2 separate regions of the Mus musculus genome follow, and region 2 is linked to region 1. The links are chromatin contacts, called in public Hi-C maps. All regions are on one chromosome and are shown on one strand. The core of a region is the stretch at or near the end of the contact, and the rest is flanking DNA. Distances in the headings are between cores, read along the strand shown. Region 1 overlaps Gldc (glycine decarboxylase). Region 2 has its middle 27 kb from the start of Gldc.

The links. Hi-C and Micro-C count contacts between places; a contact is called where the count stands out from the background.
Region 2: a Hi-C map of liver shows a contact between it and region 1, with 2.9 times the contacts expected there. The contact joins two enhancer-like sites. A contact is called at or near these places in 1 of 15 datasets of contacts at CTCF or cohesin (embryonic stem cells), 10 of 484 Hi-C or Micro-C datasets (cerebral cortex, embryonic stem cells, liver and 5 more), 3 of 115 datasets of contacts at active chromatin or transcription factors (embryonic stem cells, extraembryonic endoderm stem cells and trophoblast stem cells) and 2 of 9 other capture datasets (embryonic stem cells and pancreatic islet).

The regions. Positions count from the first base shown.
Region 1 is chr19:30,104,460-30,110,184 of GRCm38.p6, forward strand. The region is part of intron 21 of Gldc (glycine decarboxylase); the gene reads right to left. Among named protein-coding and RNA genes, the nearest start is that of Gldc, 68 kb to the right of the region's middle. Within about 2 kb of position 3,137, at least 51 of the 459 cell types and tissues checked have an H3K27ac peak or open chromatin away from gene starts, as enhancers often do. A contact at or near this core is called in liver, where this site is marked.
Region 2 is chr19:30,199,661-30,205,408 of GRCm38.p6, forward strand. No RefSeq gene overlaps it. Among named protein-coding and RNA genes, the nearest start is that of Gldc, 27 kb to the left of the region's middle. Within about 2 kb of position 2,686, at least 11 of the 459 cell types and tissues checked have an H3K27ac peak or open chromatin away from gene starts, as enhancers often do. A contact at or near this core is called in liver, where this site is marked.

The DNA.
Region 1 (5,725 bases), core at 1,887-4,386:
ACAGGTCAGCCAGCCTAGCTCAAACAGTAAGTTTTTCTGGCAATGAAAAACACTGTCTCAAGGCAATAATGCAGAGAGCAACAAAGGAAGGACCGAGCACCTGCTCTGGACTCTCTGTGTGTGTGCATGCCTACCCACACACTCACATGCACATGCCTACCCACACACTCACATGCACATGCCTACCCACACACTCACATGCACATGCCTACCCACACACTCACATGCACACAGAACACATATGCAGCACAGAAGCATGCACACCAAACCAAATAACCCGTTTTACCAACTCTCAGCCAACGGTGAATCCACTGACAAACCTCTAGCCTTCAAAACTAACCGCAGTCCCTAACAGCCCCTGAAGGCAGCCTGAGCCACTCTGCTAAACCTGAAGAAAGTAATTTTATAATGAATAAACCTTTAATGGTCCTTTAGTCTGAAAGCACGCATGAGAGTGCGAGACTAAATACGTTAACACTGCCTAGTTTTAGCATATGCTCTCTAACAATGATGAGAGAGAAACTGGTTACAAATGAGACTCTAGAAAGGTCTATGTCTAGGTGAGTGATCTCAGAAAAACATGTGTCCAATGGAATAACCATTATAAGGTTAGAGGAGGAAAAAAAAAATCACAAAAATCCTTGAGACCTTATCAACTTCTACTTTTAGGATTCTTAGAGTCTATCGTCAGCCTCTGCCCTTCCTCCTCTGAGTTTCCAGCTACCCTGGGCACTACAACCCCAGCAGGAAGATGGCTAGTGATATTTACTGTCCTGCAGGGCATCTGGCTAGCCTGAGGCCGGAAATGTACGTCACCAGGAGAGAAGTCATTTGTTGGCAGGCCTAGAGGAGAGTCTTGCAAGCAGGGGTTTAGTGGCAACTGAACCAACTGCTAAACCCAAGATTCCATTGCATAGGCACCACCACAGATGAGTGGTTTGGGAAGAGGTCCATTCCAAAAAAAAAAAAAAATGAGGTTCAGATGTTATTTTCAAATGCACACGCTCATCCAAAGAGTACCCCTCTCTCTAAGGGATAATATTTAAATTTGGTGTCTAGGAGAGGCCAGGGCCCAAGATGTTTTTCTCTCTTTACAGCTTTTAGGAGAGAGATGTATAAACCTGCTGCGTATATGATAAGATTGGGGCAATCTAAAACAGCAGCTGTTTCCTCTAGCCCTACCCAAGACTGCAGCTAAGAGTGTGAACACCACCAAGTCAGAGGAGTCGGAAAGAACAGGAGGGGGTGCTCTTTGGATGAGTGTGTGCATTGGAGGACTGTGGACCAACAGTGTCTTCTAAACACAACAGTGCCACAATGAGCTCCCAGCAGCTATGGATGCCTGCACAGACCTGCAGAAAGAAGGTCAAAGGGACCCAACACTCCTGGCTATTGACAGTCCACAGCTTCTGGGGAGAGAGAGTCCGTTCTAAGGACGTGGCCCTGGTGGGGGACCACATAACGTCCTATGGCACTGTATCAAAAACCTGGATAAACTGGACTCATCCAGTAAAGAGGGGTAGGATAAAAAAGGCCCCAAAGTTGGGAGGAGGTAAGAAGATCAGGGTAGATTTGTGGGAGGAGAAAAGTTGGGAGTGAATAAGATCCAAACACATTGTATTTGCATGACTGAAATTCTTAAGAGTTAACAAAAATATTATATTAAAAAGGTGAGGAGGTGGAGCAATAGAATTACAAAGTGAAGTGGCCTGGCCCATGTGTGATTGTCTTCATTTGAAAGGAAATGGTCCCACTAGGCTCTTAGGGAGTGGCATTATTAGGACTTGTATCCTTGATGGAGTTGGTGTGGTCTTGTTGGAGGAAGTGTGTCACTGGGGGTGGGCTTTGAGGTTTCAATTGTTCAAGCCAGGCCCAATGTCTCTCTCTTCCTGGTGCCTGCAGATTAGGATGTAGAACGCTCAGCTCCTTCTCCAGCACTATGTCTGCCTGCACACTGCTATATTTCCCACCATGACAATAATGGACTAAACCTCCAAAACTGTAAGCAAGCTCCAATTCAATGCTTTCCTTATTAAGAGATGCCTGGGGTCATGGGGTTGTGGTATAGAAGCTAGGATTCTCTACGCCTCCCCCGGAGAACACAGATTGGAGCCACTGCTGCAACATTCTCACAGTGACTGCCTCAGAAGGTTAGAGGTAAGCAGCTCGTGTGAATTAAGCCTGGGCGGGCAATCAAAAGGTCTTCTGGTTGTGTGGTCACTCCCAGCATTTTCCTGGCACAGCACGTGCCAGCCAGACTGTGCGGCCACTGCCCACTGTCAAAGGAAGAGCCACCTGAAAAGTTCTTCAGGGACTGGAATCCAATGCAACATTGGGCTTGTCCAAGATGAGAGGCAGATAGAAACATTAGTCAAATTATGCTGCCAAAGACCAAACACAGGAAAGCCCTTTGGAGCACGTGGTGAACCTAACCCAAAAGATAAGGGCCCTGAAAGGTTAAAAAAAAAATCCCTTCTCTTACAAATCTACCATCTTTTCTGGGTGTGGCAAGAGGCCATGTCTGTAATCCCAGCACTGTGCAATGTTAAGACAGGTCAATCACAAATTCCAGTCTGCTTGAGCTACACAGTGAGATGCTCTATCATAAAACAAAGCAAAGCAAAACAAAACAAAACAAAACAAAGCAAAACAAAACAAAGCAAAACAAAAACAAAATCCCACGAAAGCATCTAACAAAAGAGACTGACTGACCAATACCACCAACAAAACAGTCGTTTTACGTAAAGTAATTCCTTTTCTCTTCATTGTAGCAGAATAAAATATTTCTCCGGCTTCTCCACCTATCTCTTTTACCCTTGTTTGCTTTAAAAGCCCACCAGCCTGGACAGTTTAGTTAATATTCAGATCTCAGCTCACGCTGGCAAGCCTGGAGCTCATTAAAACGATTGCCTCACAGGCATCTACAATTCCAACATCTGATTTACTGCTGGTAAATATGATTAAGACGAGCACTGGTCTTCTAATAGTGCCATAGGACACGTTAGGATTCACCGTGATTATTGAAAACATTCCTAGTTTGAGTCCCCAAAGCACAACAGTGCTGGGGTTCCGGGCCCCAGAATAGGAGATCTGAAATTGTGCAACATATGTGTTTAGCAGACCAACATGAGTCAATGTTTGGTTTGACTGACTTGAGGATTGAGTAATCAAGTCTGCAAGCAGCAATCCATTTCAGTTCGGGATGAGAACTGCTACTTGCAATTTAATTTGGGGGTAAAATGTCAAAAACAAATGGAAATTCCATCCATCTTTCTGTACTCTGAAGTCCCAAGGGATGGAGTAGGGCTCCCTGCCCCAAGCCACTACATAAATGCTAAGTGCGTGGTGACATCTGACCTTCTCTCGTGGGTGCCAACCAGCCCCATTCAATTTAAGTCACATTAATTCCTGCTTTCAAAACCTAAACTTTGCAATCAGTGAACACATTAAAAATTGCTGAATTGTGCAGCTTAAACGAGCAAATTATATGAGGAGGTATGCTAATTCCATCTTAGCAATGCTGCCTAAAATAAAACGTAATGTAAGACATTTAGGGCTGGGACAGCTCATCCTTAGGATATATGCCTAGCAGGAGTGAAGCCCTAGGTTCAAAAACAAGTACTGCCACCAATAATTAACTAAAGAAATGAAAGAAAACCTTAAGTATTAGAAATTAAAACAAAGTCTCTTCCAGTCATGAAATTGATAATTTTTTTTAAACCTTTGTTGTTTTTTTTTTCGTCTATTCTTCTCACTATACTCTTGGTGTGATGGGCACTCTCAATACTAGTAGCATAAAATAACTGACACGGTGTCTTGAGAAAATTAAAGAAACATGTATAAAAAGCTCAAAGCCTCCATATCCCTTTTTATAAGTTATCTAAAGAAATAGTTTTTCTCAAAAAACAAAAACAGAAACACACTATTGGAGGGGTTGTTCTTATTAGCAACAATACAATGCAAATAGCTGAAAATTTAACTATAGACTCACAGGGCATCCACACTATTCAGTCACATAGGGAAAAACTCACGGAAATAGGATAGGTAGGCATTGTGGAGCTGTGGGGAAAATGTAATACTGCACAGCCACATAAGACATAAAAGATGACAGCACATGTGTGTGTGAGAAAGAGAGAGTCGGGGGAGAGGCAGGGACAGAGACTGAGCAACCACATAAAGACATTGGTGGTGGTAGTAGTGGTGGGTTTGTGTGTGTGTGTGTGTGTGTCTGTGTGTGTGAGAGAGAGAGAGAGAGAAAAATAGAAAGAAAATAGAGAGAGAGATTGAGAAAGAGAGAGCAATGAAGCAACCACATAAAAAGACATTGGGCTGTGCTGTGCTGTGCTGTGCTGTGCTGTGCTCTGGTACACTGCATGTGTAAGTAGGAGGACAGAGGCTTGCTGGTCAGCCAGCCTAGCTCATAGCTGAAATGGTGAGCTTCAGGTTCCTTGAGAGACCTTGTCTTAAAAAAATAATGAAAGAACCATTAAAGAGCTATTAAAGAAGGTGTTTCTATGTCAACCTCTGGCTTCCACATGCACTAAGAAGGATGAGCATACTCTCCCACACAGATGCAAAAATAAATAGATAAATAAATAAATAAATCCTCCAAACTGCATCTGTGATGTTAGCTTATTGTCCAAGAGAAATAAGAGCGGGAATACAGTGAAACATTCAGTGTTAGCTTTATCTGGCTGACGATGCAAGTATCACTTAGATTTTCCCTCTCATGGCTTTTTTTTTTTTCCTCCAGACTTCTGAATTGAACAATATGCATCATTTATATAACCAGACAGCATAAATATTCAATCCCCTCCTTAAAGCAAATACACACCAGGCTGGATTTCACAGCACGGGAGCGCTGTCTGAACTCATTAGCAACTGCAGAAGCACTCTGCTGCGCTGCTTGTTGCTTGGAGACGTTTCCCTCAGAACCTTCTCTGCTCTCTGGAGACCACCCTCCCAGGGCTCCTGGTTATTTACTTCCTTTTATTTACAAACTCACAAAGTATTCCTCTGTACCCCTTTTTATAAGATCAGAGCAGCCTTTAAGTTAGAGACGATAAGTAATGTAGACGCGGGGCCTGCCTGGGCGGAGGAACCAAGAGCAGGAGCCGCTGGCCACCCTTCTTAGTGCCATTATCTGCTGAGGGGCTTCGCTCTCACTCCTCAATGTTCTAGGCCTTGTTTCTCCTTCCGTGACTGGAGCACCAGGTATCTACCTAGTTCCTCTGTGTGTGTGTGTGTGTGTGTGTGTGTGTGTGTGTGTGTGTGTGTGTGCGCGCGCGCGCGTGCGCGCATGCTCCCACCTCTATATGCAGGTGCCCTCAGAGGACAGAAGAGGAGGACATTGGCTCACCTGGAAGCTGCCTAATGGGTGCTGGGAACCTGGCTCAGGTCCTCTGTAACAACAATAACTAACTGCTAAGCCATCTTTCTAGCCCCTCCCTCTTTCTTACTCTCATCACATCCTATCACTTCTGGGTTTACTTTTTTCTCCTACCCTTTAGCACCTCCAATGTAAGACTAAATGTTTACCTAGCACTGCACTAAGGAGCAACTATGTCCAGCTAATTATACTTCCAAGAACCTGTCCATCTCACGGCCTTTTAATGAATCTGATCATGTCATTCCTCAAGCTAGGAAACCTTTAATGGCTATAACTGGCTCAGGAGTTAAGTCTAGATTCTTCCAAGACCTTCCAGGTACCAAGCTGTCTTTTTAA
Region 2 (5,748 bases), core at 1,436-3,935, 95 kb after region 1:
GTTGGTGTCCCCCTCCCTCCACTGGAAGTTCCACCTGGCTACAGGAGGAGGACACTTCAGTCTCCATATCTCCAGCTGTTAGGAGTCTCATCGAGAGTTACCCCCATAGACTCCCAGGAGCCTCTCCACCTCAGATTTCTGGCTAGTCCCAGAGATGCCCTCCCCACTGAGTCCATTCTCTCTCTCAGCCTTTCCCCACCTCTTCTCCCCACACCTGATCCCCATCCCTGTTCTTCTCCTTACCCAATCTCCTACTCAGTTCCCTCCCTCCATCCACCTCCAATGCCTATTTTATTTCCCCTTCTGAGTGAGATTCAAACATCACCCCTTAGGCCCTCCTTGTTACTTAGCTTCTTTGAATCTATGTATTATAGCATATTTAGCCTGTAATTTATGGCTAATGTCTACTTATAAGTGAGTACATAGCATGCATGCCTTTCTGGGTTTAGGTTATCTCACTCAGGATGACATTTTCTAGATCCATCAATTTGCCTGCAAATGTCACGATGTCTTTGTTTTTAATATCTGAGTAATATTACATTGTATAAATCTACCACATTTTTAAAATCCACATACCTACAGATACTTTATTTTTGACAAAGAAGCCAAAACAATACAAAGGAAAAAAAGAAAGCATCTTCAACAAATGGTGCTGGTCTAACTGGATGTTTGCATGTAGAAGAATGCAAATCGATCCATATTTATCACCTTGCACAAAACTCAAGTCCAAATGGATCAAAAAACCTCAACATAAAACTGGATACACTAAACCTAATAGAAGAAAAAGTGGGGAATAGCCTTGAACACATTGGCACAGGAGACAACTTCCTGAACAGAATACCAATGGCTCAGGCACTAAGATAAACAATTAATAAATGGGACCTCACTAAACTGAATATCTTCTGTAAGGCAAAGAACACCATCAATAGGACAAAATGGCAGCCTAGAGAATGTGAAAAGATGTAGAGGGAGGTGTCAATTCCCTAATTGGATCTTGATTGTGTCAATAAAGGAGGCAGAAGCTAATTGCTGGGTGAAGGGTAAAAGGTGGGACTCCCAGATCACAAGAAGAGGAGAAAGGATGCAGAAAAAAGTTTTCAGACCAGGCTTTGGAGCAAGAAGGAAGCAACAGACATGTAGGTATTTGAGCTTCTAGAGTTTGTAGCTTCCTCCTAGAGGGGGAGGGGGCAAGGAGGATGGAGGGAGCTAGCTGATAAGATTAGGGCAGGAAATTCTTTACCCAGCCATTGAGTTGTCTGGCTAGTTTTAAAATAATAAAACTGCCTAGTGTTTTTCATCCATGACACTAAGGTGAGCAGGAGGAGAAAGTGGGCAGCTGGGGTGGTTGTTGGTATCTGGTGGAGCTAGCCATGAGGGACTAGGGGAGCAATTGCAGTTCCTGGGAAAGAAAGGCCAACTGGTCATTGGCAGAGGGATTGGGGGTGGGGAACTAGGGCTGGTGGGAGCATGATCTCGGAGCTAAGCCAAGAGTATGGCTCCAGCCAAAGCAGCAAGAATGTTTTTAAAATTACAAGCAACAAAAAGATCTTCACCAACCATATACAGCTGATGGAGGACTAATATCCAAAATATGTAAAGAACTCAAGAAATTAGACAGCAACAAACCAATAACCCACTTTAAAAAATGGATACAGAGCTAAACAGAATTCTCAACAGAGGAATCTCTAATGGCTGAGAAGCACTTAAAGAAATCTCCAACATCTGTAGTCATCAGGGAAATGCAAATCAAAATGACTCTTAAATTCTATCTTATACCTGTCAGAATGACTAAGGTCACAGGCTGTCCAGGATATGGAGCAAGAGGAACACTCCTCCACCGCTGATGGGAGTGCAAACTTGTACAACCCTCTGGAAGTCAATTTGGTGGTCTCTCAGAATATTGAGAATATTTCTACCCTAAGATCCAGCTATACCACTCCTGGGCATATACTCAAAAGATTCTCCACCATAGCACAGGGACACTTGATCAATTATGTTCATAGCAGCATTATTCACACTAGCCAGAAGCTAGGAACAACCCAGATGCCCATCAACTGAAGAATGGATAAAGAAAATATGGTACATGTGAAGGATTTCTTTTCTAGGCCAAAAACAGAAGCGACCCAGGAAGCAGGTTAGCGGCAGGGAAATTGGCTAGCACGTGGAGCTCTATCTCCCCAGTTCTGACTATCCCCTGCCTCCCCAAAGCTTTCCTAACTCTCCCAAACCTCTCTCTTGATGAAGTAGCAGGAAGTGGACTCAGTTTCTAGGAACAGTTTCCAAGCTAGGTAAGATAGCACACACATGCAATCCCAGTATGAAAGAGGCTTAGACAGGAGGACTGCCTTGGGTTTGAAGCCAGCTAGGAATACGTAGCAAAAGCCGGACTCAAACAACATCCACAACAAAACACCATAAGTGGTGGCATACACTTATAATACCAGCAGTTGGGAGGTAGAAGCTAGAGGCCAGCCTATGACTTTGTCTTAAAACAGAAACAAAAATAAAAACAAAAACAAGGAGAAAAGAATTCTTTTCCTCCACTCTCCCCTTTGCAGAAACTCTTGAGTGCTGGCTTATGATGTTCTTTCTTTAAAATGAAAACTCGCACTTCAGTGCAGACAGGCTCCCTTCACTATCTGTACAGCCCTGCTCCAGCAATGTCTCACTGGCCGTGGCGTCATGAATCCTTTCCTATTAATCATTCACACCTCTCCGTCTCTTCCAAGTCCATCAGCCCTGTGGGAGAGTACACTGAGGGTCAGCAAAGCTCAGGAAGGGCAAAACATCGGTCACAGGCGGAACACAACCCTTCCAGACAGAGCAGAGACTCTGTGCCATAAAAGACTTCCACCTCTTAGGGTTGTGCCCAGGTAGTGACTGAACTGTATGTGAAAGGTTGCAGCGACTGTTGAGTGGCCTGCACAGTGTCGCCGTCCATCAGAACACTTGCTGCATCTTCAAAGGCAGCTCGACAGGCTGGGGAACTGTCACGGCCCTTCTGCTCAGTTTCATCAGACCCGACTCTAAACTCCACACATTAAGCAGTTTGTATGTGCAAGAAAATGCACTTAACCAAACCAGCAAAACCCTTAACTATATTCTAACTATTTACTCTTGCACTTACAGGCGAGTGTAGTGCTCAGCCCTCATTGAGAAAACTCCTGCCAGGCGTGGTGGCACAGGCCTTTAATCCCAGCACTTGGGAGGCAGAGGCAGGTGGATTTCTGAGTTCGAGGCCAGCCTGGTCTACAGAGTGAGTTCCAGGACAGCCAGGTCTACACAGAGAAACCCTGTCTCGAAAAAAACAAAAACAAAAACAAAAACAAAAACAAAACAAAACAAACAACAACAACAAAGAAAACAACAACAAAAAAGCCGAGCGTGGTGGCACACGCCTTTAATCACAGCGCTCGGAAGGCAGAGGCAGGCAGATTTCTGAGTTCGAGGCCAGAAAGGTCTACAGAGTGAGTTCCAGGATAGCTAGGGCTGCACAGAGAAACCCTGTCTCGAAAAACCAAAACCAAAATGAAAAGAAAAAAAAAAGAAAAAGAAAAGAAACTCCTCTCTGCAACAGATGGAGAACATTATAGAGAGCTCTAATCAACCTAAATGCCATTGTGGGGCCCGGTCCATAGTGAGGCATCTACAACATAGTTCCTGCCCCTAGGGATCAGGAATCATTGTGGAAGAGGAGGTGGAAAGAGTATAAGAGCCAGAGAAACAGGGAGTTTGCTAGGAGATTGTGTCTTCTAGAAATGCCAGAGATGAGATTTCGCCACCAGGGCTACCTAAACATGACCTGAACAAAGAGGGCGCCAACAGACCTGGTAATGTGGGAGGGGGAAAGCCCATGATACCTCAACCTTAGACAAAGAACTACAGGCAGCTGAGCAATGCTTAGAATGGGAGAAATAGTCTTCCCCAAGGAAGAACACACCAGCTGGTTATCCAATACTAACGGTCAGCCCACACCATAGATACAAGTAGCATTATATGGACTGAGCAGGTTGTATTTATATATTTAGAAATGTATCTTGTATGTTTATGTACGTATGTATATATGGGACAACAAAGAAAGAAAAAGGGGCCATAGATTTGAAAAATACCAGTGTCAGGGGTTATGTAGGAGGGGATGGAGGGAGGAAAGAGAATCTCAAAATACACAAATATTTAAAAATGACTGCTAGCCTGGCATGGTGGTCTCTAACTGTAACCCAGCATTTGGGAGGGTATGGCACTAAGACAGGAGAATCATGAGTTAACAAGAGCCACAGTCAGCTCTGGCTACATAGCAACACACTGTCTAAAAATGGGACAGGCTCTATTTATATGTATTTCCACCAGACTTGATACTTGCTTTCTAGCCCCACACTCTCAGGACTTCGTGTGTTTTGTTAAACTGTGCCTAGATGCTTTTTCATCTGGCCTATCACAACTCTACTATCCTCTAATGCACACATAATATTGGCTTTCTGGAAAATACATCTGGTTAATCTTGGGGGAGAAAAGAGGAGGTCTCACTACATTTCCCAGGTTGGTGTGGAACTCAGGATCTTCCTGCTTTCCTGCCCTTCACTTTCAAAACAGCTGGAATTAGCCAGGCAGTGGTGGCACACGCCTTTAATCCCAGCTCTCGGGAGGCAGAGGCAGGCGGATTTCTGAGTTCGAGGCCAGCCTGGTCTACAAAGTGAGTTCCAGGACAGCCAGGGATGTACAGAGAAACCCTGTCTCAAACAAACAAACAAACAAACAAACAAACAAAAAAACAAAACAAAAACAGCTGGAATTAAGTTGAGGAACTTATACCACATTGCCCACCCCCCACATATGCATGTATGAATGTATGTATATATGTATGTATGTATATGTGTATATGTGTCTCCTCCCCTACCCTCTTCTCCCCTCTCCTCCCCTCCCCTCAACCCCTCCCCTCCTCTCCTCTTTTCTTTTGAGACAGGGTCTCACTATGTTGCTCTGGCTGCCTTGGAACTCACTATGTAGATCAGGCTGGTCTGGAACTCACAGAGATCCACATATGTGTGTGTGTGTGTGTGTGTGTGTGTGTGTGTGTGTGTGTGCATGTGGAAGCTGGTACTCTCCTTCCACCATGGTGGTTCTATGAACCAAACTCAGGGCCTCAGCAGATGGTTTTACAACAAAAGCTTTTAAAGCACGCACAGATCAGCCACCCTCTGTCTCGAGCTGGTTTTGGGTTTTGAGAGAGTGGCTCACACTTAATGCCTCGCTCTCGGTGTACTTAAGAAATAGTTGTTGAGGGGCTGGATGGCTCAGCAGTTAGAGCACTTGTTGCTCTTGCACAGGGCCTGGGTTTGGTTCCCAGCACCCACATGCTTGCTAACAACCATTTACAACTCTAGTTCCAAGAGGTCCAACACCCACTGCTGGCTACTGCAGGCACTGCTGGTATTGTGTATCACATACACACATTCAGGCAAAGGACTCGAATATATACAACAATATCAATAAATACAAAAGAAAATTTAAAAAGGAAATTGCTGTTGAAAACATGAACGAGAATAAAGAGAAACGAGATTAAGGATCCATGATCCATTCACTACAGTGAAGCTACAATTACCTCTTGTTTATTTTGCCTCAGTAGAAGATATGCTTATGTGTCTGTATATATGTGAGTATGCATTTACATAAGGACACTTCTAGGTGGGTCCTATTGGGACTGCAAAGCCCTTATTTGCTCTTTGAAAAAGAAGTGCTCAGAACATTGAG